Linked DNA regions of Mus musculus: all the other regions are linked to region 5. A link is a contact called in public promoter capture Hi-C data. All regions are on one chromosome and are shown on one strand. Each heading gives the region's core, a stretch centred on a gene start, on an enhancer-like site or on the middle of the called end of the contact. The rest is flanking DNA. Distances are from core to core; before and after follow the strand shown. Region 1 holds the start of Zfp229 (zinc finger protein 229). Region 2 holds the start of Zfp983 (zinc finger protein 983). Region 3 holds the start of Zfp948 (zinc finger protein 948). Region 4 holds the start of Zfp942 (zinc finger protein 942). Region 5 holds the start of Spaca6 (sperm acrosome associated 6). Region 6 holds the start of Zfp760 (zinc finger protein 760). Region 7 holds the start of Zfp758 (zinc finger protein 758).

Region 1 (2,700 bases), core at 145-2,644, 3.9 Mb before region 5:
TCTGAGACACCACTGCCAGTGAAAGAATAGATGTCACAGATGGACCAAAGGTGGGAGAGCTCTGAAAGGCCTGGTCTCCAGGCCAGTTCCTATATGCATTTTATAGTCTATAAGCACAAGGTGGGGCCAGAAGGAAAGTAAGCAGGACTTCCCTGAAGCATCAAGGCAGTTAGCTTGGAGGTTTTTCAAATGCAGGTTACAGCTGACAGATGTAAGCTTTGCGGGTAAGGTAGGTAAGGGCAAGACTTTTGTTTCCGCCACCTCTCCAGGTCATTCTGTTCCAAGTAGCAAGATGAAGTTGCAGAACACTACAGCAGTGCTTTAAGTAAATCATTCAATAAATCAGTAATTCAGTATCAAATAAATGGTCTTTTCTACCTTATCCCACTTTAATTCTAACATGAAGTCTCTATGCAAAAAGCCCCGTGAAGAGAGTGTAGGCATTCCCTCTTTTCCTGGGACAAGTCCACAGCCACATCACTGGAGATCAACAAATCCTGAAATAAAAAGCAACACTTTGGCCACCTGCCCTTGAGTAAAGTGCAGGTTATGAACCAAGGGCACATTGAATTGGAGACTGTTTTCTGAAGTAAGTAAGCAGCCACAGTTATGCAAAGGTCCTTTCTACTGTGGTGCTTTGTCACTGAACATACTGTAGGGTCTGATATCTTCACACTCAGCATGCATAAGGTGACTTTCTGGACTCTAAGATGTAACATTAAGACCCTCACCTGGAATACAAGATTTTGAGTACTGTATTTACATCATAGAATGTGTGCATCTCAGATGTCAAGTTAGTGATAAAATTCTACAGAGTAAATATTAATGATTACAACTATAACTGTGGAGTTTGTGAAAATATATTTGTGATTCTTCTGTCGATCCTTATGTGACTAATATCTAACAAGTTTTTTAGGTTGACAATCCACCAGCTCTAAATGCTACTCTCTTGAAAAGCTTGGATAATTTAAAGTGTTTTGTTCTTTCCGAACTAACAAAGAGAATTGTGAGATTTTTAAGAGAATATGTTGAAAACCTTACAAGAAAAAAAAAAGTCAGGAATTGTCCAGTTCTTAGGAGCTCATGAGAGCAGAGTCCTAATGAGTAGCCCAGAAACCGATCACACCCTACTCCGCTCCAGCCCCGCAGCGCCTCTGACCTGGGAGGTTCCAGGGCCGCCGGGCTGCGGTTTCCGCCGCCGCGCTGCTGACTCTACCAGGATGCCCCGCGCGGCACCTGCGGCTCTCGGGAGTTTTCACGTCTCCGCAAGACCCTGGGCAGTGTCCTTGGCCCAGATTCTGCACTAGGTGTCCCCGGAAATTTCTGAGGGAAAGGCGAGTTTTGCTGAGGCCCTCTCCCGCTTTTGGGAATATGTTGCCTACTCTGGTCCCACCCACTATTAAGTGTCCTCTCACCGTACCCAATCCCGCCCACCTACTTCCTGTTCCGTTTACTTTCCCAAGGGTCCCAGCTATGTTGTTCTGAAAACTGCAAGTATCCAACGCCCACTGGGCGGCAGACACCTTAAGAAATGTCAATTGCCATGGGAAAGGGTGAAAAGGGGGCAGTGTTCTCTAAGGACGGCAAATTAGAGGCAGACTACAAAACAGTTCTAGAGACTGTTCAATGGCGTGAAAGCCCAAAGAAAGGGTTCAAATATCTGAACGAAACTTAAAAATGACAGAACAAAATGACTGGAGATCAAGAAATCACAAGCAAAGGGTGGAGAGAAAAATGAGGACTAAATAGATGAATCCAATAAGGCCAGGTGTTAAGGAAAACTTAATATGAAGTAACGGGGAAAAAGGAAATTCACTGGGCAGTAGTGTTGCAAGCCTGTAAAATCTCAGCACTCAGAAGGCAGAGCCAGGCCTGAGTTCAAGGCCAGCCTGGCCTACAGAGTGAGTTCCAGCACAGCCAGGGCTACATAACGAGATCCAGTCTTGAAAAAAAAAAAAAAAAGTAGAAGCTCTCAGTAAACATAGGCTATATTTCTTGGTAATCTGTTCCTGGCATTTTTGACTTCCTTAATTTTCCTGGTAAACGTTGTGCATGTCCCTTTGCGTGTGTCTATGTGTGTATGTGTTGTTGTTGTTTCTTCAGAGCAATATGTCTTCAGTGTTTATGTCACAGGTCGCGTGGAGTATCAACATCCTGAATCTTTGATGCTTTGATCTTGGGATTCTTTGTTTAAAGGCTTTCTGACAGCACATTGGCAGGCATCAATTTCTTTACAGACATTGAAAGGAATTCGACCCTCCCACCCTTTACTTGACATCAGGCACATACTGCTTTGGGTAAAGACACTGTTCTTCATGGGAAAACCTTGTCATTCCCATTACTGACTGGGACAACAAAACCCTTTTGCTCTTTAAGCAGAACATAAACAAATACTTCCGTGGCCAAGTGCCTCTCGTAGAAACTACAAAGTTAAGTTCTTCAGCCACTTAAGTGGCTAAATTTTATGAACACAGCATCAACACACATAAAATAGGACTCTAATTACAATGCTGCCTACTTGTGTTGGACTGATCAAATCTAAAATAGAACAAACATACAATTTGTGTTAAAAAAAATCAAGTAAAATATTTGGGGGTTATATCCCCCAGGGAAAAAGATTCCCAAGGAAGCCATCCCACTGAGTTACCAATTTCACAAAATAAGCCAAGTAATTATCCTTTGCTTCTCACATGCTGAAAT
Region 2 (2,700 bases), core at 73-2,572, 3.8 Mb before region 5:
GGAACAAGGGAGGCTGGAAGCAAACTGTTCTCACCCACACAAACCAGAGTGCTGAAATTCTGCAACAAGGCCTTCCCAGAAGGGTCCTGACACTGCCTGTTCTTCTGGAAGTCCACAGTCACACCAGTGGCTGAGAAATGACCACAAAATACAAAACAGCAGTTTAAGTCCTTGTCCTGGTGCACACCTTTAGTCCCAAATGTAGGGATTAAAGGCGTGTGCCAATACCACCTGGTTTATAATGCGCAAACTGTGAAAATACTGTGACCTATACCCTCAAATAGCCTACTGTGCCTTTCCAGGTTCTAGGAACTCAGCACAAAAACACGATTTTCTTTTCTTTCTTTCTTTCTTTCTGTCCTTTTGTTTTTTGTTGTTGTTGAGACAGGAGCTCATCATGTAGCTCTGGCTATCCTGACCTCACCAAGCAGACCAGGCTGGTCTCCAACTCTTTGATCTGCCTGCCTCTGTCCTCCCTCCCCCATGCTGGGATTAAAGATGCATGCCAACAAGCCTGGTGCATTTATAGCAGAATATTGCATTTACATCAGGGAGTGCATGTCTCCGAAGGAAAGGTAATGGTGGGTATAGAGTTTACTTTTAAATGTTAATGGTTAAAACCATATCTATGAAACTCGCAAAAAAATATGCTTTTGGATTCAATTACATTTGCAGCCACTCCTTTCATGACTGCTGTCTAAAAGCTCTCAGCAGATGCCAAGTCACCAAGTATGTTCACGGGTATAACAAGGGAGTTAGCATGGATGAATGTAAATTCCAAGAGCTTTGTCCTTTTCACCTAAATAAAGAGAACTGTTTTGCAAGCATCAAAAGATAAATTCAAATATTCTCCTAGACCACTCTACTATGAATATTTTGGCAATCAGGTGAACAATAAAAAACAAATCAGGATTACTTCAGTTCATATGACCTAAAATTGTGTTGACAAGGGAAGAAACCCACAGCAAAACTTCAGAGCTTGCTTCCTTAGGAACAGCAGAGAAACTGATCACAGCCTGGTCCCCTCCCTCCCCTTTCCCAGCCCCTCAGCTTCTCTGACCTGGGAGGATCCAGGGCGGTAGGGAGGCGGGTCCAGCTGCTGCACTGCAGACTTCCCCACCATTCCCCGCGCGGCGCCCACGTCAGCCCCGAGTTTTACCTTCCCCGAAGTCCACCCTGTGTTCTGACCCCAGGTCTGCACCACATGATTCCCCACGGTGCAGGCCTGCTTGCTCTGCACCTGAACAGGTCATTGACACTCAGGCTTTGGCTCTCAGTACAACTACCCAGGCCTCATCAGCCGGTTCCCAGCTTCCGTTTACGTCACCCCCTAACTCCTCCCACTCTGAACACTTTTCTACATCACACACCCGCCTCAACAGGCCACATCCTCACACCCTCTGTTTCCGGGTAAGTGGCCCCGCCTTACGGAGATAGCTCCCTCCCATTCTGTGTCAAGCTGCCTTCCACACAGCTCCAGATGTCAGGCTGAACAGTCTCCCCTCATGCTTGCTGCCAGCCTAGACCAGAAGTGAGAAGTGGACCTGCTAGGAGGCTGTGCACCCAATGTTTGACACACACAGTGAGTTTTGAACCCTTTATATCCAAGATAGCCTGACACCTGGACTTGACAACCAGCCTCTGGGCTACATAGTTCATACCAAACAGCAACAGGCTCTCCCATCCCAACACACAAACATGAGAAGCCAAAATACTGAAATTCTGACTTAGGGAGAGACATTTAAAGAACTTAAGTCAGAGATCTGGTAGCTTTTGCTACCAGCCCAAGGCAGAATTCACCCCGCAGTGTACTGCTTTCACCACAAGAAGGCAGACTTGCCAGTTCACTAACTCAGAAAGACATTAGCCTTCTATGACTCATACTTAAAGTCCTTTGAGAGAAAATATAGAATTTCTTCCTTCTGTCGTTCCTTCCTTCCTTCTTTCCTTCCTTTTTTAATAGAGTGATGGGTGCAGAGACTCTTGACTATCCTGATAGAGAAAATAAGTAAAACTTAAGCCGTCAGCTACACCATCAATCTCTACCTCTGGGGACACCACCAAGGAAGAAGAGGTGGTTAGGAAATAAGAAGGGAAAAAGGAGGGGAAAGGCTAAGACACGACACAGCATTCTCCAGACCATACAACTATTGTAATCAGTAACCAACAGCAGCTGTCTTTATGTGCACTGGCCTCACACAAGACCACAGTCAGTGTAGGTTAGGGAATGGCACACACAACCTCTCAGATGTTGACTATGGATAGATTCATAGATTCTAGAAGAGTGATGTGCCTTTAGCATATCAGGGTCCAGCACACATCAGGCTCCAAACCCACAGTCTCACAAATGGCTCTGGTTCATCTCAGTGGATCACAAGCAATATGAATAGATATGGACACAGTAGAGTGACTGTTGGAATTGTGAACCAGGATAGTGGAGAGGTAGGAGATGAGAGTGGGCAGTATTTGATGTGAGCGCACAAATGCACACACACATTCTGTGTGTATATACATGTATATGTGAGTGTAAAATAGTTAATAATAGAAAGATTGGGAGGATTCATTCATTCATTCATTCAGGACAGGATTTTGCCATGTAAACCTGTTTTTAAAGGCAACAGTTTAAATGATTACATCAGTCTGTAATTTATTGCTTGGTAGCATCAGTATCTTATGGGATTTTTGTTTTTGTTGACTTTG
Region 3 (2,700 bases), core at 59-2,558, 3.7 Mb before region 5:
TGACATTTTTCTAATATAGAAGAGTTAATTTTTCAAAAGACGCTTTATAGTTTTATAGTTTACAACAATACGTTTCATTCGTGTTTTCATTTTTCTTCTCCCGTTTCCAATAGACGGGATTTCTCCATAGCCCTGACTGTCCTTAAACCATGTCTGTATACCAGGATGACAAGGATCTTCTAGACCTACCTGCCTGTTTCCCAAGATAGGGATTAAAGATTTGTGCTTATAATGTCCTTTCTAACTGTGAACTGTAACAGATGTGCAGCTTAGTTGTCATGTGGGCCCTGTAACAACTGGAGCAGAGCCTGTCTCTGACTCTGTTGTCTGCCTTTGGATTCCTTTTCCAACTGGGCAGTCTTGTCTAGCCTCAATGGTAGATAAGCCTAGTCCTACTGCAACTAGACTGGCTGAGCCACTGGACTCCTCCCCTTCTCTGAGGAGAAATGGAGGAGGAAATTGGTGGAGGAGAAGCAGGAGGAATGGACTGGGAGGAGAGGAAGTGGGGGGAGGGGTGGTGTTTGCGATAGAAGTGTAAAGTAAATAAATTAATAATGAGAAATAAAAGTTTACTTATAAATGTTAATGTTCACAACCATACCTATGTAATTTGCAAAAATAAAATATTCTTTCAGATTATTTGCAACCACTCCTTTATATATAGTATCTAAAAGATATCCGGGGATGCCAAGTCACTGTAAGTCTCCTGGTAAAACAGGCCAGTTAGAGTGAATGAATGTAAATTTCAAGAGCTTTTTCCTTTTAACCTGAACAAACAGAATTGGTTTTCAAAAATCAATACATAAATTCAAATATTCTACTACAGTATTCTAATAGGAACATTTGGCATTCAGAAGTCAATTTAAAAAAAAAAAAAAAAAAAAACAGGATTAGTCCGATTTATGTGAGCTAAAAGTTCTCGACAAGGGAAGAAAGACATCTACAGCAGAATTCCCGAGCCAGGTTCCTTAGAAGCAGAAGACAAACCGATCACACCCTGTTCCCTTCCCGCCCTTTTCCAACCCCACAGCTCCTCTGACCTGGGCGGTTCCAGGGCCGCCTGGCTCCGGTTCTCGCCGCTTTGCGACTGATTGCTGATTCCTCCAGGATGCCCCGCAAGGCACCCGCGGCTGCCTGGAGTTTTAGCTTCCCACGAAGTCCTCTGTGTCCTCTGACCCCAGGTCTGAACCACGCGATTCCCCACGGGGCAGGGCCGCGAGCTCTGGACCTGACAGGTCCTTGACACTTCTGGTTCTTCGTCCCACGTTTCCAGCCTCCCACACCCAGTTTCCAGCTTCCGTTCACGTCACTGCCCTAACTCCTCCCACTGGGAATACTCCTCCCACTCGGAACACTATGTTTTCCACCCCCACCTAATGTCTAACAACCTTCCACCATGTTTCTGGGTGAATATCCCTGCCCCGCGAACACGTCCCTCCCACTTTGTCTCAGGCTTCCTGCCATACAGCTCCAGCTGTCAGGCTGCTTCGGACCCGCTATGCACAGCCTCCCAGTGGCCACTGTCTGCCTAGACCAGAACTGGGCCTAATAGGACGCTGCACCCCGGTATCTGATCCCCATCCTGGGTACTGAATCCTTTAGATGCAAAATAGCCTAAAACTAGCCTCTAGGACACATACTTCATACCAAACAATAACAGGCTAACTTGAGAAGCCAGAGTCCCATTCCCAACACACAAACATAGGAAGCCAATACCAAATTCTGAAAATTTGACTATGGTACAGACATTCAAAGAACTTGGATTTTGAAAAAAAAAAAGAAAGGTGTCTAAAGAAGTCAGTAGTCATCGTTTTGTCATCAGCATAGGGCTGAAGTCATCCCGCACTGTACTGCTTTCACCACTAGATGTCATTTTACTAACTCAGAAAGGCATTTGTCTTCTGTGAGTCATTCACGAGGCTCTTTTCTCATGACAGATTTCTGGTGGATGCAGACTCTTGGCTAGCCCAGTCGCAAAAAAAAAAAAAAAAAAAAAAAAGTAAAGTACGTGGTTCTAGTCATAAAAAAGTCTGTTACTCTATAACAACTCCAGCTCTGGGAACACTGAGGAAGAAGAGTAGGTTAGGAAATAAGGGAAAGAGGGAAAAGGGCTAAGACACACCATCCTCTAGATCCCATACAACTATTGTAATCAGTAACCAACAGCAACTGTCCTTCCCTGCACTGGCCTCACACAAGACCACAGTCAGTCTAGGAAGTGGAACAGCTCTCTATATGTTGGCTATGGATAGAGTGTAGAAGAATCACTGCCTTTAGTTGTCATCCTATACTGAGCACATCAGACTCCAGCAAGGTCTCACAAATGACTCTGGTTCATCTCAGTGATCCCAGGCAAAAATGAATGGAGATGAACACAGTAGAGTGACTGTTGGAACTGTGGACCATAGTGAAGAGGTAGGAGGTGAGAGTGGCAGTATTTGAAGTGGGCACAGAAACACACAATGCTGTCATGTGTGTGTGTCTGTGTTTGTGATATATCTAATAATAGAAAAGGGGGGGGGGTATTTATTCATCCATTCATTATAGACAGAGTTTCTCTGTGTGTACCTGTGTTTAAAAGCTGGTGCTAAGCCGGGTGTGGTGGCGCACACCTTTGATCCTAGCACTCGGGAGGCAGAGGCAGGTGGATTTCTGAGTTAGAGGCCTGCCTGGTCTACAAAGTGAGTTCTAGGACAGCCA
Region 4 (2,700 bases), core at 108-2,607, 4.1 Mb before region 5:
ATGTGAGTCTCATTCACACATAGCTCAGACACAAAGAGAGTCATTCTCCCAGGAATCCTGAAAAGAAAGCTGGAGAGACTGCAAGAAAACTATTGTCTCCCATAGAAACCAGACTGCTACACTTGTCCAAAGGGAGATCTCTGCAAAAATCCCTGTCAGCAGAGTCTAAGCATTCCCACTCCTACAGGATGTCCACAACCACAGGACTTGATGATAACAAACCCTACAATAAAAAAAAAAAAAAAAAAAAAAAAAAAAAAAAAAGCTTGGCCACATATGTAGGTGCAGAGCGCTTTTCTTCAACCACAGAGATCTTTTTTCTGATACAGGAGAGTGATCGTAGTTGTACAAAAGATGCTTTCTAAAACTTTAATCTATACTGGGTTTTCTAATCATAACAATAGAGTGGTCTGATACACTCACATAGCAATAGTGAGCTTGCCTGGCCCTAAGGTGTACCATAAGAACTCAGCATATGAAGACGCACTTCTGAATGCTTTATTTACATCCGAAACTGCATACAACACTAAAGTCTACTTAGTAAATATTAATGTTTACAATCACAACCATAGCATAACATAAAGTATATTTTCTCGTTCAAAAAAAAAAAGAATCTGTACTGGTTCTTCATATGGTTAGTATAAATACAAAGTTCTATTTAGCGAAGTAAAAGGTATTCTCTTGAATAAGCAATTAGTAAAACACGGGTGTTAGAAACATGAATACATTTACGTCCCGTATGCTTTGTGATTGACACAATAGCAAACAGCAGATAATGCAACTGCTCTATCATTTTTAATGAGTTATTTTACAACTGAATATTCTGATAACTGGAGGATAAATGAAAAAAAAAATCATGATAGACCCCCAGTTCACAGGATCTCAATTTCCCGACAACGGTAAGATAACAGAACTGTGAGAGCGGCATCCATAAAAGCAGCTGCGTAAAACACCCCGCTGCTCCGCTCCCTCCCGTTTCCCAGCCCCGCAGCGCCTCTGACCTGGGACCTTCCGGGGCCACCGGGCTGCGGTGCCCGCCGCTGCGCTGCTGACTCTCCCAGGTCCGCAGCCAGGAAACTGCGTCTGAGGAGCTTTCCGGTTTCCGGAGGAAACTGGGGCCGAAAAACCAGCGCTCAGTTCGAGTACACATGGATTACACAGGTAGCAAGGGGAATGGTGGCTTTTCACGTCATTCTGGCCTGGACATTTGGAGCTGGCGACCTAGAAGAGAACGCAGCTGGACGGACTCTACCAACGTAATTAAGGAAGTGAAAGCGGCGGGCCTGAAGGCGTTAGCGCTGTCACGTGACCGGAACCGTGGTGTCCTGGGCGGGGCTAGGGGAGCCGCTCCAAAGATCGTGGCCAGAGACTGGGAACCGCGTCCCCTTAGGTACCTGTTGGAGCCAAGTTGTCTCTACTCCCACTGCGGGCGACTTACCCTGGCCTGGTTCTTTTCGAAGGCCGTAAACTCTCCTCAGATGCGGTTTCCTGTGCTGACCTGGGAGAGTCAGCCATCAGCCGCGCAGCCGCGGGCACCGCAGCCCGGCGGCCCTGGAACCTTGCAGGTCAGAGGAGCTGCGGGGCTGGGAAATGGGCTGGAGCGGAGCAGGGGCTTGTTTTCTGCAGTTGCTCTTAAGGACGCCGCGCTCACAATTCTGCTGTGGATTTTTATCATTGTCAGGAGGTTTGAGATCCTATGAACTGGGTGTATCGTGGTTTGTTTGTTTGTTTGTTTGTTTGTTTCATTTATCTTATGGTTACCAGAATGGTTTCCGAAAATAGTGTCGTAGAACATTTGCAGTACTGTAGTTTGCACACGGGGTTCTCTTTGTTACAGCAGTTACAAAGCTTCTCGAACTTAGATTTCTTAACTCCCTTGACCCATCATTTGCCTACTCAGGAGAGAGTGGCCTCTGGCCTGGGAAATAGGCATTCCCAGAGAGCTTTGTAGATATTAGTCTTATGAGGAACCAGTACACATTTGAGTGAATCAGAAAATATACATTACGAAGCACCAAAATTATGACTGTAAACATTAAGTTTTACTGACCAAAGTTTTGCTCCCCGTTAGAGTTCCATCTTAGATGCATGCTCTCTTTGATGTAAATACAGCATTCAGACATGTGTCTTCATATGCTTAGTTATTAACATCACACCTTACGGCTGAATGAAAATGAGATGATGACTGTCCAAAGGTGTGGCTGAGGAGAAGGTTAATTGTAGGTCATGATAATGCTCAGATTAGCTGGAGAAAACAAACAAACAAACAATTCCACCATTTGAGTAAGGGTTGTTAAATACTAACCAAGAGATGGACTTTGGTCACATGCTCCAGAGCTTTATAAAGACAAACCTATAGGCCACCATACTTTCCCATGCATGAGGTTTTGCAATTTTCTCAAGAACTAAAACTCCCAGCATTCCAAGAAGGTACCTGGTTCTTGCGAAGGTGGTGCTTACACGGTATTTTTGGGTTTTACAGTATGAACCAGAAAACAACCAGAGGCCACTTGAAGAGTCCAGACTGAACTAGGTATGGGGGTCAGGGAGGGACCAAGAGAAAAACCAGGAGCCAGGAAAGCTTCTAGCCAAAAATGTCGACTTTGATGTGTTAATAGGCACTTAAGTTAGCCATTCCTCTTGTGATATAGTCCAGCCCAGTATGCATGCTGTGAGAGGAAGATGTTTTTATAGATAGAA
Region 5 (2,700 bases), core at 191-2,690:
CTATCTTACAGGTGAGTAGTTGGAACCCAGGTTGAGAGGCAGGAACACATCCAGGCTTCAGAGTCCTGACAGTGAGAATCCCAGATAGGTCACATGTACTTGACCCCACAAAAGCTTCAGACTCCCTGTGACTTATTTACTTCCCTCAGTTCCTTGCCATCTTTGACTCCCCTCATCTCTGGAGTTTCCTCAACAAATAACCTAACTCAGACAGGTTCCCAGGGTCACTTCCTCAAGATGACTTTCCCCACCACTTATGCCCATAAAACACTCACCCCGTCGTCTAGCAGCCTTCTCCTGAAGAGAAACTGTCATCTGTGTAAATTCATCATGCAGGTAGCTCCTCTCATCATAGTCTGAAGGTAGATGAGACACCATGGCACAAACCTGGTTCCATGGTGTTCTCTATGTCCCACTCATGGCTGAATATCTCCAAGCCCTGTGATCATCCCAGATTCTATAGCCCCAGTCTATTGTTCTATGTGCCCCACCTAGAGCTCTCTCTCTCTCTCTCTCTCTCTCTCTCTGTGTGTGTGTGTGTGTGTGTGTGTGTGTGTGTGTGTGTTTCCCTAACCCTAACCTAAACCTTCAATCTTGGTATCTCTCCATCCATCTAATCTCTCTCTCTCTAGGCCTGTTACCTGGTACCCTGGATCTGCTTCCTCATCTACATCTTTACTCCAACCCCATTGGTCTCTGTCCCACCTATCTCTAGATCACTGTCTCTCTATTCTTCCTGAAACTACTCTCTGTATCTATACCTATGTCCCTCACTTTGGGACTCTGTTCCTGTCTTATCTCTATGTACCTTACTCTCTGTGTGTCTCTCATCTCTCTGGATTGATTCCTAGCTCTCTGTCCCTCTCTCCAGGTCTCTAATCTCCCCACTCATCTGTGTTCCCAATCCATATCCTCTCTCTGAGCAATGCTTCTACTTTTCCATCTCTTTCCCTTACTGTCTTTAGACTCTCTCTGAGGCACTGTTTTGTCTGTCTCCACCCCACTCTGGACCTGTTTCCTTCCATTGTTTCCACCTGTCTCTCTTCTCTGTGTCTATGTCATGATCCTGTACTTGGCTTTTCTTCTTGGAGTAGCTCAAGGAATCTCCTTCCCCTCCCCAGGGCCCTGGTTCAGGAAGGAGGGGCTCCTCACTGATTTTCATGTCTTTGAGATCTTCAAAAGCCCCTTCAAGCTCATTTCTGCACAGGTTTATCTTGGTTTCCTCTCTGCCCACAAACAGCTGGCAGACACGGAGGCGTTCCTCATAGGTAGTGAAGCAGAAGAGACAGGCCCACGTGGATGCCCTGAAGATCAGCAGGAACAACAGGACAATGCTCCCTACTAAGGAAATAAGACCCATAACAGAGGGTCTCCGGGTCTGAGGAGAAGATAGTGACCTTTGTGAGGTCATTGTGGGGGAGGGGGAGCCTGTGATCAGAGATTGAGTTTCAAATGATGGTCAAGCATCAGGCTCCAGCTAGAGGAAGGTTGCCAGGGGTCACCTGAAATCCCTAAATTTGTGGCTGGGCCAGGCGCCAGGCTCCCAAGAACCTCACCTGTGACCCTGGACGTCCTCACAGGTTAAAGGGTCTCAGGGACCCAGAGGCCGGCAGTGTAGCTATGGTGGACCAGAAAAACCCTTTTCCCCAGAGGTGGGAACGGGGAAGCGAGACAGAAACAGATACCCTAAGCCCCAGAAGATAGAAAGGAACCAGGAGATGCCTCAAAAAGCTCAGAAACCCAGTGTCACAGAGATACATTCACAGCACTAGAGAAACAGAAGCTTCTAGAACCCTAGAGACATTGGCATAAGAGACAGAGACAGAAAATTCGAAAATCTCAAGATGGCATAGAGACTGCAAAGAAAAGGGATAGGATAGAATGTGAACAGAGAAGACACCCCAGCTCCTATCAAGAACTCTTGGGCAATGGTGTGGACCTGGGGTCCCCGCCGGCCCCTTCCAGTGCAGGGCGCAGCCTGGGGAAAGCTAGGAGGCCGTATAGTGATCTCCTCGGGTGTCTTCCTCAACTATACAACCTCCTACCTCAGCCCGGGGGGCGCGGCAGGTGGGCAGATTGACAGATGGATTGATGGGAGACCAGAAGTAGGGAGGGTGGGGAGGGCCGGGGAGGTCCCAGCCGCGATGGTGAGCCCCCGACACGGACCCACAGACACGAGCTTGTGTGCGGCGAAGGCCCCGCAAGGTCGGTTCTACGGGTGGGTGCCAGGACCCAGGAGTCCGGGCCCCCGGCCCCCTCCTCCCCAAGGAACCCAGGAATTCAGTCCCAGCCCCAAAATCTAAGCCCCAGCCCCCCTCTTTCAAGGCCAGAGATCCAGACCTCAGCCCTCCTCCCTCAGTCCCAAAGCTTCCTCCCTTAGACTAAGGGGTAGTGGTCACAGCCCTCCCTCCCACAGATCCAGGGAAGCAGACCCTGCCGCCTTGCACTCAATTCTCCTCAGTCCAGACCCAGGGACTCAGTCCCTAACCCTCACAGTTCTCCTCCACCCCATAGCCCTCCCCGGCAGACTCAGGGTCCAACCAGGCACATCCCTTAGAGAAGACAATCTGGTTAGAGACCTGACTTCTGCACTGCAGAAAGGATGTATCCCCGTTTGTCTTGGCAATCTGAGCCCCTTCTGTAACCCCTAAAGGTTTCATATCCCAGGCCTGAGTTAAAGGCCTTCTGAGTATCAGAAGT
Region 6 (2,700 bases), core at 100-2,599, 3.9 Mb before region 5:
GGGTCAGCATGCTGAAAATATTCAGGGAGCATTTTGAGTTTCCATAACTTGAATCCTACTTCTAATCATAGCTCAATCAAAACTCAAGGGAAAAAAATGAATCTGTATTACTGGAGTGATATTATAAACTACTGAGTATCTAGTTTCATCATGGAACAAAAACGAAAGAAGCCTTACACATCCCAAAATAACAAACATGAAGAACAGATGAAATTTCATGAAAACTTTGTCTTTTTCTCTGAGGCTTTCACTTTCTTCTGTGAGATGTGAGGCTCATCTCATTCACACACAGCTCACACACATGCAGAGTAATTTCCCCAGGAACCCCGAGGAGCAAGGAAAAGTGCAAGAGACTATTGTTACTCACAGAAACAGGACTGCTGCAATTCTGCAATATTCAATCTCAGTACAAAACCCTATGAGTGAGGTCCAGGCATTTCCTCTTCTTCCTGAGAGAAGTTCACCGCATGTCAACAACCCTGAAATTACAAAGCAACAGTTTGCCCTTTGTCCATTGTCAGAGTGTTTCTTGCATCAGAAAAGATACTTTCTAACTTTGTCCCATTACATACTGTTTTCTAATGTAAACAGTGTGGCCTGTTATCCTCACTCTCAACATGCATACTGTACTTCTCTGGACTCCTGAGGTGTGCCTTAAAACCTCAGCATAAGAACACATATTTGTTATATTCACATCAGCGTGTATGCATCTCAAATGCAAAATGAGTGATGAGTAAAACCTTTATTTAAGAATTGTTAAAATTTACAAACATAACTGTGTAGCTTAGCAAAAAAAAAAAAAAAAAAAAATCCACAAACTGATCAAAATCTGCAGTTACTCCTTATGGGGCTGGTAGTTAACAAGCTCTCTGGGACCTTAAAGTCTCCATGTCAAATTCCTCTCTCTTGAATACGAAACGGGTAGACCAAGGGCGTTAGAAAATGCCAACAGTTTTAGTTTTTGCATAACAGCAAAAAGAATAGTGTTTTCAATGGTCAAAACATAAACTCAATTAGTCTAAGGGATACAGTCTTGAGAATATTCTGGAAACCACGGATAAATGGTAAAATCAGCATGTGTCCCATTTCATATGTTCTCAAACTTATCTTCAAGGGTATTACCCTTCACCAGAATTGTGAAAACGGTATCCTTATGAGCAGCAGAAAACTGAACATGCCCCTGGTCCAGTTCCTACCTGTTTACTACAGCTCTTCTGACCTGGGAGATGCTAGGATCGCCGGGCTGCGGTTCCCGCCACTGTGGTGCGGACCGGCGAGTCTCCCAGACCGTTCTACGAGGCTCCAGTGGCTGCAGGAAGTTTTCACATCTACTTGAAACTCTGGCCAGTGTCGGCCGTCCAGCCCTTAAACAAAGATTTCCTCTCAGAGAATGGAGGGTTTTCCGGCCCCTCCCTCCTGCGGCCACTGGAGCCGCCTTTGGGTCCGCCTATTATAGATAGGTTCCGGTTACGTAGGTTCTCTGACCCAGCCCACTGGTTCAAATCCCTTGTCCAATTGAGTTTTCCAGGCCTTCCATGCGGGCTTTAGTTTTCTCTTCGCTCTATTTTTCTAGACCAGTTTTCCCGCCCCGTGGAGACCGGTCCCTCCCACTCCGTCTCAGGCTGCCTTCCACACAGCTCCAGACGCCAGGCTGCTCTGCACATTCTCTGCGCAGCCTCACCATGAGCACTGCCATCCTTGACCAGAACTGGATCTAGTAGGACACTGCACCCCAGAACCTGCCCCACACTCTTGATTCGGAACCTTTCAGATGCAAGATAGTCTCGACTTGACTAGCAGCCTGTGGGCTACATACATCAAACAATAGCAGGTTAAATTCAGAGGCCAGAGTCCGATCCCCAACGGACACACACAAAATGGCAAGCCAAAACCTGAAACTCAAAACTCAGATCCAATTGGCACTGTCTCCCAAGTGCTGGGATTAAAGTTCTATACCACCATGTCCAGATATTTATGTTTATATTATTTATACTGGTGTGATTTGTAAGTATAGACCGGATAAATGCTCTGGCACATTATTTAGAAGGGTATTTTTTTCTTTAGTATGAATTTTCTGAAGTGTTGTTAGAGTTGAGCACCGAGTAAGATTTGTGACATTCTTTACAGATGTAAGGTCTCTTTAATCTGAACTCTCTGATGTCTTCTAAGACTTGTATGCTAGATAAAGGGTATATCACAATCATTGCTTTATTACGTTTTTTTCTCCAGTATGAATTTTCTGATGTGCTCGAAGAGTTGAACCCTTTGCAAAATATCTGTCACACACCTTACATCTGTGAGGTCTCTCTCCAGTATGAACTCTCTGATGTCGTCTAAGATGTGAGTCCTGGATAAAGGATTTGTCACATACCTCACATTTGTAAGGCTTCTCACCAGTAGGGATTCTGGAAAGTGTTTTAAGATGTGATAACTCAAGAAAGTACTTACCACATTCTTTGTGTTTGCATAATTTCTCTAGAGAATGAGTTTCCTGATGCCTTCTATATGAGGCATAGTGAATAAAGGATTTGTCACACTCTTTACAGTTATAAGGCTTCTCTCCTGTATGCAATTTCTGATGGCTTTTAAGTGCTGACAACTGAGGAAATGACTTTCCACATGCATTGCATTTGTAAAGCTTCTCCCCAGTATGACTTCTTTGATGTGTTTTAAGGCTTGAGCACTGGTTAAAGGATTTGT
Region 7 (2,700 bases), core at 2-2,501, 4.5 Mb before region 5:
GTAGATCCTCGAAGTCAACCCCTGGACTGAGCACAGGGTCCCCAATGGAGGAGCTACCGAAAGGACCCAAGGAGCTGAAAGAGCTTGCAGCCCCATAGGAGAAACAATATGAACTAACCAGTATCCCGAGAGCTCCCAGAGACTAAACCACCAACCAAAGAGAACATACACATGGTGAGACTCAAGGTTCCAGCTGCATATGTAGCAGAGGATGGCCTAGTTGGTCATCAATGGGAGATGAGGCCCTTGGTCCTATGAAGGTTCTATGCCCCTGTGTAGGGGAATGCCAGGGCCAGGAAGTGGGAGTGGGTGGGTTGGGGAGCAGGGGGTGAGGCGGTGTATTCGGAGGAGAAACCAGGAAAAGGGATAACATGTGAAATATACATAAAGAAAATATCTAGTAAAAATTAGGCAATTTAAAAAATAAATCAGCATATGAAGACGCATTTCTGAATGCTTTACTTACATCCTAAACTGCATACAACTCAGACGAATAATTCATGGGCAATAAAAAGTATGCTTAGTAAATAGTAATGTTTACAATCATAGCCGTAGCATAACACAAAGTATATTTTCTCGTTCAAAAAAGTGTGCACTGGTTCTTCATATGATTACTATATACACAAAGTTCTACATAGCAGGGTAAAACGTATCCTCTTGAATAAGCAATTAGTAAAACACAGGAGTTAGAAAATATGAATAAATTTACATTCCGTAAGCTTTGTGATTGACACAATAGCAAACAGCAGATAATACAACTGGTCTATCATTTTTAATGAGTTATTTTACGACTGAATATTCTGTTAACTGGAGGATAAATGAAAAAAAACCATGATAGACCAACTGTTCATAAGATCTCAACTTCCTGACAACTGTAAGAGATCCACATCAGAACTGTGAGAGCGGCGTCCATAAAAACAGCTGCGGAAGCCCCCCCCCCCCCCCCACCTCCCCGCTCCGCTCCCTCCCGTTTCCCAGCCCCGCAGCGCCTCTGACCTGGGACCTTCCAGGGCTGCGCTGCTGACTCTCCCAGGTCCGCAGCCACAAAACAGAGTCTGAGGAGCTTTCCGGTTTCCGAAGGAAACTGGGGCCGAAAAACCAGCGCTCAGTTCGAGTACACATGGATTACACAGGTAGCAAGGGGAGTGGTGGCTTTTCACGTCATTCTGGCCTGGACATTTGGAGCTGGCGACCTAGAAGAGAACGCAGCTGGACGGACTCTACCAACGTAATTAAGGAAGTGAAAGCGGCGGGCCTGAAGGCGTTAGCGCTGTCACGTGACCGGAACCGTGGTGTCCTGGGCGGGGCTAGGGGAGCCGCTCCAAAGATCGTGGCCAGAGACTGGGAACCGCGTCCCCTTAGGTACCTGTTGGAGCCAAGTTGTCTCTACTCCCACTGCGGGCGACTTACCCTGGCCTGGTTCTTTTCGAAGGCCGTAACTCTCCTCAGATGCGGTTTCCTGTGCTGACCTGGGAGAGTCAGCCATCAGCCGCGCAGCCGGGGGCACCGCAGCCCGGCGGCCCTGGAACCTTCCAGGTCAGAGGAGCTGCGGGGCTGGGAAATGGGCTGGAGCGGAGCAGGGGCTTGTTTTCTGCAGTTGCTCTTAAGGACGCCGCGCTCACAATTATGCTGTGGATTTTTATCATTGTCAGGAGGTTTGAGATCCTATGAACTGGGTGTATCGTGCTTTGTTTGTTTGTTTGTTTGTTTTCATTTATCTTATGGTTACCAGAATGATTTCCGAAAATAGTGTCGTAGAACATTTGCAGTACTGTAGTTTGCACACGGGGTTCTCTTTGTAACAGCAGTTACAAAGCTTCTCGAACTTAGATTTCTTAACTCCCTTGACCCATCATTTGCCTACTCAGGAGAGAGTGGCTTATGGCCTGGGAAATAGGCATCCTCAGAGGGCTTTGTAGGTAGAAGTAAAAAGAGGAACCAGGGCAGACTTGACTGACTCAGAAAGTAAGGGTCCAGACTTAACCAGGATGTGATTGGAAAGAGAGAGGTGGAGTTGGACAAAGGAAGAGAAGGGAAGAGAGAATAGGGGGCAAGAGAAGAAGCGGGAGCCAAGAAAGCACCTAGCCAAAGTTGTCTCCTTTGATACTGTTTGGTTTTGGATGCCAGGACAATGGACTGAGGTGCATATTTTAAATATCAAAGCAGACCTGACCTCAGGGTTCTACCAACCTGAGAGGCCCTGCCCTCAATCCTAACTTTTCAGCCCAGGGTCCTGGTTGCCCTTCCACTAGAGGTGCCTCCCTATATAATCCAAACGTTTTGGTCTCTATCTCTCTTCCTCCTCTTCTTCTTCCTCTTCCTCCTCTACTGTGGATGGGCCTGTTCTTGTGAACCAGTCCCCTAATGAATATAGGAGCCAATCACTGGGTGAGTACATGGGACTTTCAGGTTGGACATAGGAAGAGAGTAAACAAGAGAGAGTCGGGTCCTTTTGGAACCAAGACAGCATATGGGTAAGATGTAGCTGCTTGAGTGTCCCAGTATCATGGCAGATCCACAAGGATCAACCACTAGAAGAATAAGAGTACAAGGCTTACAAGATTAGGTTTTCAGGGTTGTGCCCAGAGATTGAGTTACTATTGTTTCTGAATTAAGTTTGTGTTGCATTATCCTTCACATAGTGGCTTGCATGGGTTCAAGAAAGAAAGGTACAGCAGCAAAGCGAGGGTTTGCCAGATG

What was found. Promoter capture Hi-C pulls out the DNA fragments that hold promoters and counts their contacts.
Region 1: a contact with region 5 is called in a promoter capture Hi-C map of second pharyngeal arch cranial neural crest. The contact joins the promoter of Zfp229 here to the promoter of Spaca6 in region 5. A contact is called at or near these places in 6 of 39 promoter capture datasets (cranial neural crest, frontonasal cranial neural crest, liver and 3 more).
Region 2: a contact with region 5 is called in a promoter capture Hi-C map of second pharyngeal arch cranial neural crest. The contact joins the promoter of Zfp983 here to the promoter of Spaca6 in region 5. A contact is called at or near these places in 5 of 39 promoter capture datasets (cranial neural crest, hippocampal neurons, liver and 2 more).
Region 3: a promoter capture Hi-C map of second pharyngeal arch cranial neural crest shows a contact between it and region 5. The contact joins the promoter of Zfp948 here to the promoter of Spaca6 in region 5. A contact is called at or near these places in 5 of 39 promoter capture datasets (cranial neural crest, frontonasal cranial neural crest, maxillary cranial neural crest and 2 more).
Region 4: a contact with region 5 is called in a promoter capture Hi-C map of liver, with 4 times the contacts expected there. The contact joins the promoter of Zfp942 here to the promoter of Spaca6 in region 5. A contact is called at or near these places in 5 of 39 promoter capture datasets (cranial neural crest, hippocampal neurons, liver and 2 more).
Region 6: a contact with region 5 is called in a promoter capture Hi-C map of second pharyngeal arch cranial neural crest. The contact joins the promoter of Zfp760 here to the promoter of Spaca6 in region 5. A contact is called at or near these places in 5 of 39 promoter capture datasets (cranial neural crest, frontonasal cranial neural crest, maxillary cranial neural crest and 2 more).
Region 7: a promoter capture Hi-C map of pre-B cells shows a contact between it and region 5, with 3 times the contacts expected there. The contact joins the promoter of Zfp758 here to the promoter of Spaca6 in region 5. A contact is called at or near these places in 3 of 39 promoter capture datasets (frontonasal cranial neural crest, hippocampal neurons and pre-B cells).

Annotation. Positions count from the first base shown.
Region 1 is chr17:21,732,418-21,735,117 of GRCm38.p6, reverse strand. It overlaps Zfp229 (zinc finger protein 229), which reads right to left and starts at 1,394. Exons shown (of 6, transcript NM_001164676.1): 1 at 1,160-1,394.
Region 2 is chr17:21,649,233-21,651,932 of GRCm38.p6, reverse strand. It overlaps Zfp983 (zinc finger protein 983), which reads right to left and starts at 1,322. Exons shown (of 7, transcript NM_001357098.1): 1 at 1,061-1,322; 2 at 1-130.
Region 3 is chr17:21,565,586-21,568,285 of GRCm38.p6, reverse strand. It overlaps Zfp948 (zinc finger protein 948), which reads right to left and starts at 1,308. Exons shown (of 6, transcript NM_001002008.2): 1 at 1,041-1,308.
Region 4 is chr17:21,961,121-21,963,820 of GRCm38.p6, reverse strand. It overlaps Zfp942 (zinc finger protein 942), which reads left to right and starts at 1,357. Exons shown (of 6, transcript NM_001199048.1): 1 at 1,357-1,565. It overlaps Zfp943 (zinc finger prtoein 943), which reads right to left and starts at 1,262. Exons shown (of 4, transcript NM_001025373.2): 1 at 1,002-1,262.
Region 5 is chr17:17,829,715-17,832,414 of GRCm38.p6, reverse strand. Spaca6 (sperm acrosome associated 6) reads right to left here and starts at 1,440. Exons shown (of 9, transcript NM_001162909.1): 1 at 1,153-1,440; 2 at 276-356. The coding sequence starts at 1,411. Mir99b (microRNA 99b) reads right to left here and starts at 2,227; the gene lies at 2,158-2,227. Mirlet7e (microRNA let7e) reads right to left here and starts at 2,063; the gene lies at 1,971-2,063. It overlaps Mir125a (microRNA 125a), which reads right to left and starts at 1,603; the gene lies at 1,536-1,603.
Region 6 is chr17:21,706,390-21,709,089 of GRCm38.p6, reverse strand. Zfp760 (zinc finger protein 760) reads right to left here and starts at 1,349. Exons shown (of 6, transcript NM_001008501.2): 1 at 1,197-1,349; 2 at 368-479.
Region 7 is chr17:22,360,004-22,362,703 of GRCm38.p6, reverse strand. It overlaps Zfp758 (zinc finger protein 758), which reads right to left and starts at 1,251. Exons shown (of 3, transcript NM_001347330.1): 1 at 997-1,251. The coding sequence starts at 1,122. Zfp944 (zinc finger protein 944) reads left to right here and starts at 1,304. Exons shown (of 6, transcript NM_176962.4): 1 at 1,304-1,536.